Regions from separate parts of the Sus scrofa genome. Here regions 1 and 2 are each linked to region 3. A link is a contact called in public HiChIP or PLAC-seq data. All regions are on one chromosome and are shown on one strand. The core of a region is the stretch at or near the end of the contact, and the rest is flanking DNA. Distances in the headings are between cores, read along the strand shown.

Region 1 (3,548 bases), core at 672-3,171, 720 kb before region 3:
CATTACAACCCAATTTTATAGCATTTCCATCCCAAATCCTCAGCATATCCCCCCACCCCCCAACCTGTCTCATTTGGAAAACGTAAGTTTTCAAAGTCTGTGAGTCGGTATCTGTTCTGCAAAGAAGTTCATTGTGTCCTTTTTTTATTTTTTATTTTTTGTCCTTTTTAGGGCTGTGCCACAGCATATGGAGATTCCCAGGCTAGGGGTCTAATCCGAGCTGTAGATGCTGGCCTACACAGCTGTGTCAGGATGGGATCTCCCATTGTGTCCTTTTTTCAGATTCTACGTGTAAGTGATAGCATACGGTGTTGGTGTCTCACTGTCTAACTTCCCTTAGCATGACAATTTCTAGGTCCATCTATGTTACTTCAAATGCCATTATTTCTTTACTTTTAACAGCTGAGTAATATTCCATTGTGTATATGTACCACGTCTTCTTTATCCACTCCTCTGTCCATGGATATTTAGGCTGCTTCCATGTCTTGGCTATGGTATATAGTGCTGCAGTGAACATTGGAGTTCATGTATCTTTTCAAGTCATGGTTTTCTCTGGATAGATGCCCAGGAGTGGATTGCTGGATCAAATGGTAATTCTATATTTAGCTTTCTGAGGAATCTTCATACTGTTTTCCACAGTGGTTGCACCAATTTATATTCCCACAAAATTTTATTATTGATAATTTGGAAAAATTCCTCCTGACTTCACAATTCTTTTTTTAGTAATGCCATGAACATTTTGAGAGTTGTCAAAGTTGAGGGCAACCAGTATCAAACTTTTTTCCTATATTAACTGTAAGTTTTCAGTTAATTTCAACCTTTCTAGTGCCCTGATTAACCTTAAATACATATTTCATTGAAGACACCCATTGATCCACAGCCCGTGGTAGCTGTATCTTATACACTGAAGGCAGTAACTATTCCCAGAAGAGTATCACATAAGCATATCTTACTAAACTCAAATGTTCCCAGTAGGAATGTCTCTGAAATCCCAAACGCCACTAGACACAGGGGTTAAGTGTGACAGGAGAAATTGAAATAGAAAACGGTTCTAAGGAATTGCAGTAGAAATATTACTTTTGCAAATTTCACAAAAACCCTGTAACTATATTAGCACTCTCCTTGAGCCAACGAAGAGTCCCGGGGACTCCATGAGCCTTTTAGCTTAGTCCTACGATGGTATCACCGCTCGGTTTACAGACAAAGGAGTAAACTCAAAGCAAAAATGCGACATGAGAAGCTGGGGCCAGGCATTGCCATTCTAAATGGCTAACCTAAGGCTCTGGACCCACATATTGGCTTGTATCGCTTTGTTTTACAACCCGGTCCCTAACTCTAGGTCATCCCCAGGAGTCCAACTCCACCCACAGCGTGAGAGTTCATGCTGTAAGCGTGGGTAGGTCCCACGACAACGGCCTCACACCGCAGCTGGCTTCACCTTTGCCTGTTGCAACCTTAATGTCCAAAGTTGGGAAGCGCCTTTTCTCAACGCCCTCTCAACGCCCAAGTCTCAACTTTTACATCCAGTAACTTTATATTGTTGAGGTCGAAACGTTTGAAGACATTTTTCGCTACAGGCAACTCGCTTAACACCTAAATCCACATTCAGCCCCCCCCCACCCCATGTCGGAATTTCCCTTCACGCGAGAGGTCCGCCCGCGGGAGCTGTCAGCCATCTTTTGTGTGGCATCATTTTGTAGCTTCTCTTACTTTGCCCAACCTTTATTACGCTGAAATATTTCATGTCCTTATTTCTGAATGTTTTCAAGTACTATTGAGTCATCTTCTTTGTAGAGTCTCTATTTGAAGATAGAGGAATAATGTGTTTAATCTCATTCGCCCTTCCCAGCATGGCTGCCTCAGGTTGCCGAAGGCCCCGGAAGAGCTTCTGGTTTCCCAGCCAACTCGAGATGGGCTGGACTTCCGGCGTCCAGACGCAGGCGAGGTGCGCTTTTTCCGCTCTTTCCTCCTGGGCCTCGGAGCGCCGCAGCCATGTCTTATCCCGCTGATGATTATGAGTCGGAGGTAAGCTGCCCCTAGGCGTGTTCTGGGCGCCGCAACATGGACAGGGCTCTTTGGGTGTTGGGCCCCGCGGGGGGACAGTGTCTGGGTCTCTAGGAGCCCCCGTGGGCCGCGACCAGCCCCAGCCGGCCTCTCTGCCAGCACTGCTCTCACTGCTGCCACCCTACCCTCCCGGCTCCTCATCAGCCTGGTCTCAGCCCGCCCACCTCGCGTGTCTCGTTTTCTTTTCCTTTTCTTTCCGAAGCCCAAGAACGGAGGCTGGTCATAGGGTTCTGTGTTTCTGTAATTGAACTCTGATTTCTTAGGCCCTGGCCTTAGTCCTGCCAAACCTCGTCGATTCCCACAGCTTCTGTGCTTTGCTGTATCTCATTGCAGCTGCAACGCGGTATTGTCGTTGTCTGTTTATTCTCCCTTTTCTCATAGGGATGTGAGTTCCTCCAAGGCAGGGACTGCGTCTTACCCCCTTTGTATCCTTAGAACCCAGGAGGAGCATTTTGGATTCACGAATTGGTGACGGTCTTGTTTGTCTCTTTCGTTAACAGACTGCTTATGATCCCTATGCTTACCCGGGCGACTATGATATGCACACAGGTGAGTCTACAGTTTGTCTGGCTAGCTGGGTACTTCTAGGGATTGGCACCCTTTTGAATGTCTCAGAACAGCTTTGCCGGGCACCTGTTTAAGACTACGTCTTGATAGTCCAGGTTTGGAGTCAAGTTACTAACTCTCAAAGGGAGGGTGGTATATAGCCTATTAAACCAGGCCTTTTTCATGGTCCATCTCAAAGTCTCAGAAGGGAAGGATTACTGTCTCAGCTGTTTAAACTATTAGCTGAAGAAAAAAGCCTTTTGGGGGGGGGGCTGCCCCTGTGGCACGTGGGGATTACTGGGCCAGAAACTGAACCCTCACCACAGCATCGACCTGAGCTACTGCAGTGACAACATCAGATCCTTAATCCACTGCACCGCAGGGAAATTCCAGAAGAAGACATCTTGTGAAAAGTTAAAAGTGATTCAAACCAAGTCCAGATGAAACCTTTTTGGAAGGTTTTTGAGGTTTCCTGGGTTGTTACGATGACTTGGTTTGACTTAGCCCTTTGTACGTGCCGTGTGTTGTCCTGGATACTTTGTGTGAAGTATTTCATTTAGTCCTTACAGCAGTTCTATAAATACATAAATTAATGTTTCCATTTTCTAGGTGAAAAAACAGCACAGAGAAATTTAGTTACTTGCATCAAGTCATATATGTAGAAAACAGCAGTCATTCGCTCAAAAAAATCAAGTGCCTACTACTAAATTCCTTCTTTTCACAGTTTTCCCCCTACCTCCCACACGCACGGAGAACTCTTTCTCGTCTAGAGGCACCTGTCTCATACACCTGGGTACAAGACAGACAAGGTTCTTGCTCCTATAGGGTTGAGGTTCTAGTGGGGGAAACAATAAGTAAATAAGTAACTTTAGGTAGCAGGAAAGGTTCTGAAGAAACAGGCCAGGGAGTTCCCGTTGTGGCGCAGTGGTTAGCGAATC
Region 2 (3,572 bases), core at 635-3,134, 560 kb before region 3:
CGAGAAAGAGAAGGGGAGAGAAAGAGCGAGTGAGCAGAAGTCAGTCCCCCGCAGCCAGCAGCCAGTGTGGCCGTGCTGCCAGGGGTGGGAACAATCAGGCACTGTCCGCCTGCCTCCACCCCCCCCAGGCTCCCACCGGCTTTCATCACTGACCTAACCCGGGGGGCAGAGCACTAGGCGGGGGAGTGGGGGAAGGTCAGGGGTCAGCCCATTACATGCCAAGCAGAGCCAGGAATAGAGCTGCTTTGCGGGTGGCTGGGGGAGTCTGAGAAAGGCCACATCCCACCTCTGGCCAGAGGCGGCTGCCTAGAGGAGGCAGTTGAGACAAGAGGAGAGTGCTGCCCATGTAACGGGGGCTGTGGCTCCATCAAAGCTAGGAAGGGGCTTCTGGAAGGATGCAAATGCCTTGGAGCCATGCTAACACTCCCCCTCTCTCCTCCGCCACACTGCTGCCCTAGTGGGAGAGGCTTCCCTGTGCCCAAGGGGATCTGGCTCCCACCAGACCAGGGCTCCCTTCTGCTTCCCCAGCCTGGCAGCCCCTGCTCCCCATTTCCCCACCTCGCTTAGGACTCGGGGGAGGGGGAGGCAACGCCCCCCACCTCTCTGGCTCCCTCACTCTCTTCTAGTCTCCTGAGCTTTCCAGCGCCAGGATGGTCGACTCTGGCCTCCTGCTTCTGAAATCAGAGGCCTCCACTGACTCTGACCACTGCCTGGTCTCTGGGCTTCTGCTCTCAGAGTCAGTTATTCATTCCCTCATCAGGTTATGTGTTGAAGGTACCATGTGCCAGGCGATGTGCTAGGTATTGGTGATAGAGATTCCACCTGAACAGGCCAGGTTTCTGCTCTCAGGGAACTTGCAGTTTACAGAGACAAGCAAACAAATGTGTAACCGAAACTGTGCCGCGTGTCAGGCTGGAGATGAGCAAATGTCCTGAAATCGACCATCCAAGCACTGTGCTTTAGCTGGCAATCACGGAGGGCTTCCTGGAGAAGGTAACAGGGCAGAAGAGATGTGGATGACGTAAGGGAGTGGGCATACCTGGGGGAAGAATGTTCCAGACAGAGGGAACTACAAGAGCGAAGGCCCTGAGATGGAAAACTTCCAGCCCATTCCAGGAACAGCAAGCCGCCAGAGGCCCTGGAACAGGATGTGAACAGGAGGAAGGGTGGGCCCTGGGCTGGAGGAGCAGCCAGTCCCAGATCTCTGGGTCAGAGAGGAGTTATTCTGCATGTGACAGGAGATGTCGGGTGGCTTTGGGCAGAGAGTGTCACGGTCTGACTTAAATTAAATCCCAGCACTCAGGGGAGTTCCCATTGTGGCGCAGTGGTAACAAGACCAATTGGTATCCATGAGGATTCGGGTTCGATTGCTGGCTCTGCTCAGCTCACGGTGTTGCCGTGGGCTGTGGAACTTCCATATGTAGCTGGTACGATCCTAAAAAGCAAATAAAATTGTAAAAATAAAACCAACACTCAGGCTCTTTTAATACCGATTTTTTCCATGGAGTCTAAGGCTCAGAGAGGTCAAGGTACGTTTCCAGAGTCACACAACTGCCATGAAACCAATGCTCTGTCCAGCTCACCCCCCCAGCTCCCACCTGCCATATCCCTTCCCACTGGGCTCCCCCCGCCTTTTTTTTAGTGCCACACCCTCGGCCTATGGAAGTTTCCAGGCTAGGGGTTGAATCAGAGCTGCAGCTGCCAGCCTATGCCTCAGCCACAGGCACGCGGGATCCAAGCCTTGTCTGTGACCTACACCACAGCTCACTGCAAGTCCAGATCCTTAACCCACTGAGCAAGGCCAGGGATCGAACTCGAGGCCTCATAGATACTAGTCGGGTTCATTACCACTGAGCCATGACAGGAAATCCTGGGCTCCCCTTCTGCTGTGGGGCCTTGCTCAGCGCTCCGAGATGGGAGATATTACCTGGGTGGATGGCTGCCCTTCCCTCTCGTGTGAGCTCTGGCAGGGCAGGACCTTGCTTTTCTTGTTCCCTGACCAGAGAGGCCCAATACCTGTTAGCTGCTAGTATTACTGCTCCTATCTGTTCGCTTTTAGAACCTATGCTTTTAGTCTCCATGCTGCTGACGAATCGAACTGAATTCCACCCACCCACCCCTGGTTCCCTGACTTTCATAGGGGCCTGTGATGCTAGTGGTGAGTCAGTGAGGAGTCAGGCCTTATGCCGGGGCCATGACAGCACTGAGGGATGGGCAGGTCAGGCTCAGCTCTCCATGTACGTAAGCAGCCTCACCCATCACCCACAGACCACAAAGACTTGTGGTTGCTCTAGCCAGCCATGACCTGGGGAGGGGCAGTGACTGATGGGAAGAGAAAGATTGGGGGAGCTCTGGTGCCCCAGTAGGTTTTTCTCCCAATGGCCACTGGATGGCAGCACTTCCCCAGAAATATGGCGTTGTAGGGGGCAAGCTTCTCCTGATGGAATCAGGCTCAGAACCTGAGGGTTGGAATCTTGAAGGAGACCTAGGCCCAGAAAGGGGTTGGGACTTGGCCTGGGCTCACACAGCCTTCAGTGGCCAGGCTGAGCCAGAGGTCATCTGCCTGCCTGGATGGACTCTGGAGCAGTAGGAGATGGGGGTGGGGGATGCAATTCTCCCTGTGGACTGGTTAGGACTTGGTGGTGGCCTTTCACCGCCCTCACTGTCTGTCTCCTGCCACACTGTGATTCTCTGTGGAGAGGGGACTATGCCTTGTATGCACCATCGCCTACACCAGCTATATCCCCTGCCTGGGTCACCATGCCCCTCTTCTAGGCCGGAGACCCACCAGCACCTCCTTCAGGACCCAGCTGAGATGTTGCTTCCTCCAGGAAGCCTTCCCTGGCCTTTGGTCTGGGCAGAAGCCCCTCCTCGGGGCTCACAAAACATGCTGGTTTCCTCCTGGATGGTGAGGCCCCCGGGGCAGGGATGGTTGGTGTAGCCGAACAGGCCCACCCTGAGGATGCTCAGATACTGTACCTTCCGAGCCTGCGACGCAGTGGTCCTCAAACTGCAGGAGGCCCTGAAGTCACCCACAGAGCTTCGGGGAAATGCAGCCTCCAAGATCTCCCCTTCCCGGACTCTGACCGATAGGTCTGAGACAGAGCCAGGAGCCTGCGTGTGAGGTACTTCCCAGGCGAGTCGGATGCAGGGGCCGAAGCAGCCTAAGGCCTTTGAAGTGTGCCACTGGCCCTGCCCTCTGAATTGGCCAAATGGTTATAGTGAGAAGTGACAACAGAAACCTCTGATGTCTCTGCCAAGTGAATCACTCTCAAGCCACTTTCACCCTCGTTTCTCTCTTTTATCTTCATCGTTACAGCTTCTATCTTGGGAGGGATCACCATGCCTGGTCCACAGCCACCAACCTCGGAGGCAAAGGCTGATGTGCCCAAGAACCCCCCCAGCTCTGAAACAGCAGAGCTTGGGTTTGAGCTGGGGCCATCCTGTGTTTAACAGTCTGTGTTAAAGCCTCTAGGTTTGGAGATCACTGTTTGTTGAAAAAGCAAATTTCAAATTCAGGACCTAAACGCGTCTGGTGATTCCAGCCTAGTGGAGGAAAGCTGGGCCACGGC
Region 3 (3,767 bases), core at 283-2,782:
ACACACACACACACACACACACACACAAAAGATCTCAAGCTGCTGCTGGCAAGAATACAAATAAATATTCAGGCGGAGGTGTGGTGGGCGGGGGAGTTGAAAACCCTCAGCAGACAGGACCCGCCTCCACCCTAGCGAAGGGGCCTTTTTGTCTCCCCCGGAGGGTTCTGCTGTCACAAAACAGTTTACCACCGAGTCTGGGTTTCACAAGAGTGAAAAGGTCAAGGCTCCATCCTCCAAAAGAAAACAAAACAAGAAGTGAGCCTCTAGGAGCTCAATATTTTGCATAACAGAACGGACACCCCCTCCACACATGATCAGTTAAGAAACCCTCACATAAAACATCCCTCTTCACTTCTGAGCTGAACCACATCCTTTTCTCAGCGCCGCCTTTCCTTGGCCCCATCGCAAACTCATACCGCAGTATCCATCCAGTCTTCAGGCTTAACCTAGATCTTGGGCATCCTCCGCGGGACGTTTTCACACTCGTGGGACCTGTAAAACGCTCCAGGTGCTAACTCCCTTCTCCCTTCCTTCCCTACTGGCTGACCCTGCGGAGGTTTGTTTTTCGGGTTTTTTTTAACCAAGCGCGCGCCTGCCCTGCCTCTCTGCTCTAAGTCACACTCCCGCCCCCTTTTTGTTTGGTTTTTTTTTTTTTTTTTTTTTTTTTTTTTAAGAACTAAGCAAAATGGGCCTTCCTCCTATTCCCAGAGTTCTGACAGGCGGCGGCAGAAGCAGAGAACTGCTGGTCCCTGGAAACTGCCTGACTAGCAAGAAAACGCAGGCACTGCCCTGGGCCGGTTTGGGGCAGCCTCCTCCCGGGGAGGTGCCGCCCGGGGGAGTCCCGCCTGGAAGACGTCCGCCCTCCGGACTGACCAGTGGGGCGGCCAGTCTCGGGGGCGGGGGCCGGGCGGCGGAGATGAGTCAGAGCAGCCTTGGCACAGCGCTGGCCCTTCCCGACCGGCCCAGGGGCGTGCGCCGGGCGGGGCTGGAGCCTGGCCCAGCTTGGCCTGGAGAGGAAGAACCAGGCCTGGGCAGCTCGGCACTGGCCGGCGCGGTCCGATGATGACCCCGGGGTCAGGCCGGGCCCGGGCCGCGCGAGGAGGCGGCCGAGGCTGGCCTACCGCCCTCGCCCCGCGCGTCCGCCCGCCAGAGGCCCACGGCCGGCTGTTACCTGCTGCCGCCGCTGCTCGGTGCACAGCCGGGGGCGTCCGAGGCCCGCCGCGCCTCCCGGGCGCGCCCCCTTACTGCGTTGGGATCCGGGGAGCGGCGGTCGGCGCCCGAGCCCGGGGCGCGCGGTGAGGAGCCTCGGGGCGGGACGAGGTGAGCGAACGGACAATGCGGCCCGCGCAGAACCGCGCTGCGCGAGTGGGACCCGGCGGCGCGCGCGTGGCCGAGTGTGTATATGTGCGCCTGTCGGTCAACGCTGACAGTCCGCAGCTCATTGGCCAGGCCCCTCTCGCGTCACCGCCCATTGCCGACGCCCATTGGGCGGTTTGAACACAAAGGCCCCGGCTCGCCCCGCCCGTCGCGTGGGCCCCGCGGGCGGGGCGCGGCCAAACAGGAGTCCGCGCATGGGAGGCGCGGCCCGGGGGCAGCACCTGGCAGCTGGCGATATCCCGCCTGACCGCGCACTTGACTCCGGGTCTGGTGACTCCAAACACCTGAGCCCTCTCCTAACACCGCGTGGTGCGCCTCACCCCACCCAGCTTGCCTCAGGCCGACTTAACAGAGCCCGGGTGCCAGGACCTCAAAGGCATTAAGTGGTTGGGGGCACACCCTTGCTGAAAATGGCTCGAGAAAGGGGGGAGCAGGGGAGATTGACGACCCCTGGCCTAGGGCCCACCTGGAAGGGTAGCGCGTAGCGAGCCCTTAGGGGACCCGCAAACAATTGTTGGAGGCACGTGCGTAATTATTCTTAGATATTTCTACACGTTTTTTGCAGATCAGGAAACAGGTTTATAGGGTTTTTAAATGATTCGTTTAAAGGCACACAGTTGAAAGAGGCAAATTTGAGATTAGAGGATTCTCTCTATATCCAAGCCCATGGGTTTTGTTGGTTTTTTTGTTGTTTATTTTTTTTCCATTTTAGAGTTGATTTGGAAAATCCAGATTTGGGAGGAGGCTCTGCCACTTCTCATTCTGCCCTCAGAGACCCCCAAATTTCACACAGAAGCTTTTCTCCATATTAAGGAAGATTCTTGCCACAGTTGGTGCTGAGAAGGAAAGCTGGCTCCCTTTTCCTCTGCCTTAATCTGCAGGTAGAATAAGCACTTGACAGACCCTGACAGAATCAAGTGCTGCCCAACTCCAAGGGTCCTGTGCGTGGGCTCCCCACTGGCCCACTCTGCTGATGGCAGAAAGTGCCTGGCTAGGGAGGAGTCACTTCCTGGGCAAGCTCCTCTAAGGGACGCTGCGACAGTGCCATTATTTCACTTTTAAAGCACCAAGAGGAAGAGGCTAGAAATGACAAAATCACTGAGCTGTGACAGGAAGGCACTGGGGGTGGGGACTGAGGAAATGTGAAGCCCTTGTGCTAAACTGACTCCAGACAGAAACAACCCCCCCCACTCCGCCAGCCTCCATTGCCCCACCCGGAAAAGAGGGGCCTCCCCTGCACTTACAGCTAATTGTAGCCAACAGTGCTTGCTTCTGGGCTTAGATGTGGCTCTCCCCAAGGGCAAGAGCTGGCTCCCCAGGACCCTTCACAGGGCTTTCCTCATCGGAGTATCTGCTGAACGTGGCATGAGCGAAATAGTTCAAATCAGACTTAGAGTCAGCATCCAGGTAGGGGAGGGGCCTCCTCTTGACACCTTCTCCTCCCCAGGGCACTTAGCTCCCCAGTTCTGTTCTTGCCAATAGCAATAGAGGCTCCATAGCCTGCCACCTCACTCTCTCCAAGGGTCCTGGCAAGGGCCCCTTCCCAGCATGTGCTGGTTTGGAAAGCAAGAGGCCATCGGCCTTCCACGGGTCTCAGGCAAGGACCATGCCTAACAGGCTGGCTGGAGGCAGCTCTCAATTAAGCTCTGTTGCCTCCATGGGGCTGTAGTAGGTGAATAATGGGCCCCAATGATATGAGGTCTAATCCCTGGAACCTGTGAATGTCACTGTACGTGGGAAGTGTTTGCAGGTGCCATTAAATGAAGGCTTTTGAGGTGGGGAGATTATCCTGGAGCATCAGGGTAGGCCCTAAATGTAGTCACCAGTGTCCTTTTAAAAGACAGTCAGCGGAGAGGGTGATGTGGCCACAGGACAGGGCATGCCGGCAGCCACGAGAAGCTGGGAGAAGCCAGGAACAGATTCTTTCCAGGAGCCTCCAGAGGGAGCAAGTCCCTTGCGGACACCTTGATTTCAGTCCATTGATTTTGGTTTTGGACTTCTGGTCTTCTCAACTGTGAGAGAATACATTTCTGTTGTTTCAAGTCGCCAAATTTGTAGTGATTTGTTATGGCAGCCATGGGAATGTAATCAGGGCCCCTGGGAAATTCCTGGCCTTGTTCCAGGCTCCCGGGCTTGTGCCAGGCCCCTCCCTCTGTCCCGACAGCACCCGTCAGACAACTGTGATCACAGAGCCCTGTCTACCCGTCTCTACTGCCCCTGGGCCTCTCTGCCATCCGCTCCTGCCGCCACCCTCTGCCCTTCCAGACTCTTCTCTCTTTTCTGCCGCCATTCATTTGTCTCGTCTTCCCCCAGCGACTCTCCTCTTCTCTCCTGGAGTAGGAGGTAGATGGGTCCCTGGGCTGAGAGCAGCTGGGACTTGTTAGGCT

Evidence for each region. HiChIP or PLAC-seq counts read pairs in DNA pulled down with a chosen protein or histone mark.
Region 1: an H3K27ac HiChIP or PLAC-seq map of alveolar macrophages shows a contact between it and region 3. The contact joins the promoter of EIF3L here to the promoter of SUN2 in region 3. A contact is called at or near these places in 1 of 5 promoter capture datasets (liver) and 1 of 2 datasets of contacts at active chromatin or transcription factors (alveolar macrophages).
Region 2: an H3K27ac HiChIP or PLAC-seq map of alveolar macrophages shows a contact between it and region 3. The contact joins the promoter of PICK1 here to the promoter of SUN2 in region 3. A contact is called at or near these places in 2 of 47 Hi-C or Micro-C datasets (embryonic fibroblasts and psoas muscle) and 2 of 2 datasets of contacts at active chromatin or transcription factors (alveolar macrophages and skeletal muscle).

What each region holds. Positions count from the first base shown.
Region 1 is chr5:9,994,438-9,997,985 of Sscrofa11.1, reverse strand. It overlaps EIF3L (eukaryotic translation initiation factor 3 subunit L), which reads left to right and starts at 1,921. Exons shown (of 13, transcript NM_001244086.1): 1 at 1,921-2,025; 2 at 2,565-2,613. The coding sequence starts at 1,993.
Region 2 is chr5:9,827,989-9,831,560 of Sscrofa11.1, reverse strand. PICK1 (PRKCA-binding protein) reads left to right here and starts at 1,884. Exons shown (of 13, transcript XM_003355340.4): 1 at 1,884-3,572.
Region 3 is chr5:9,270,901-9,274,667 of Sscrofa11.1, reverse strand. SUN2 (SUN domain-containing protein 2) reads right to left here and starts at 1,532. Exons shown (of 18, transcript XM_013988192.2): 1 at 1,175-1,532.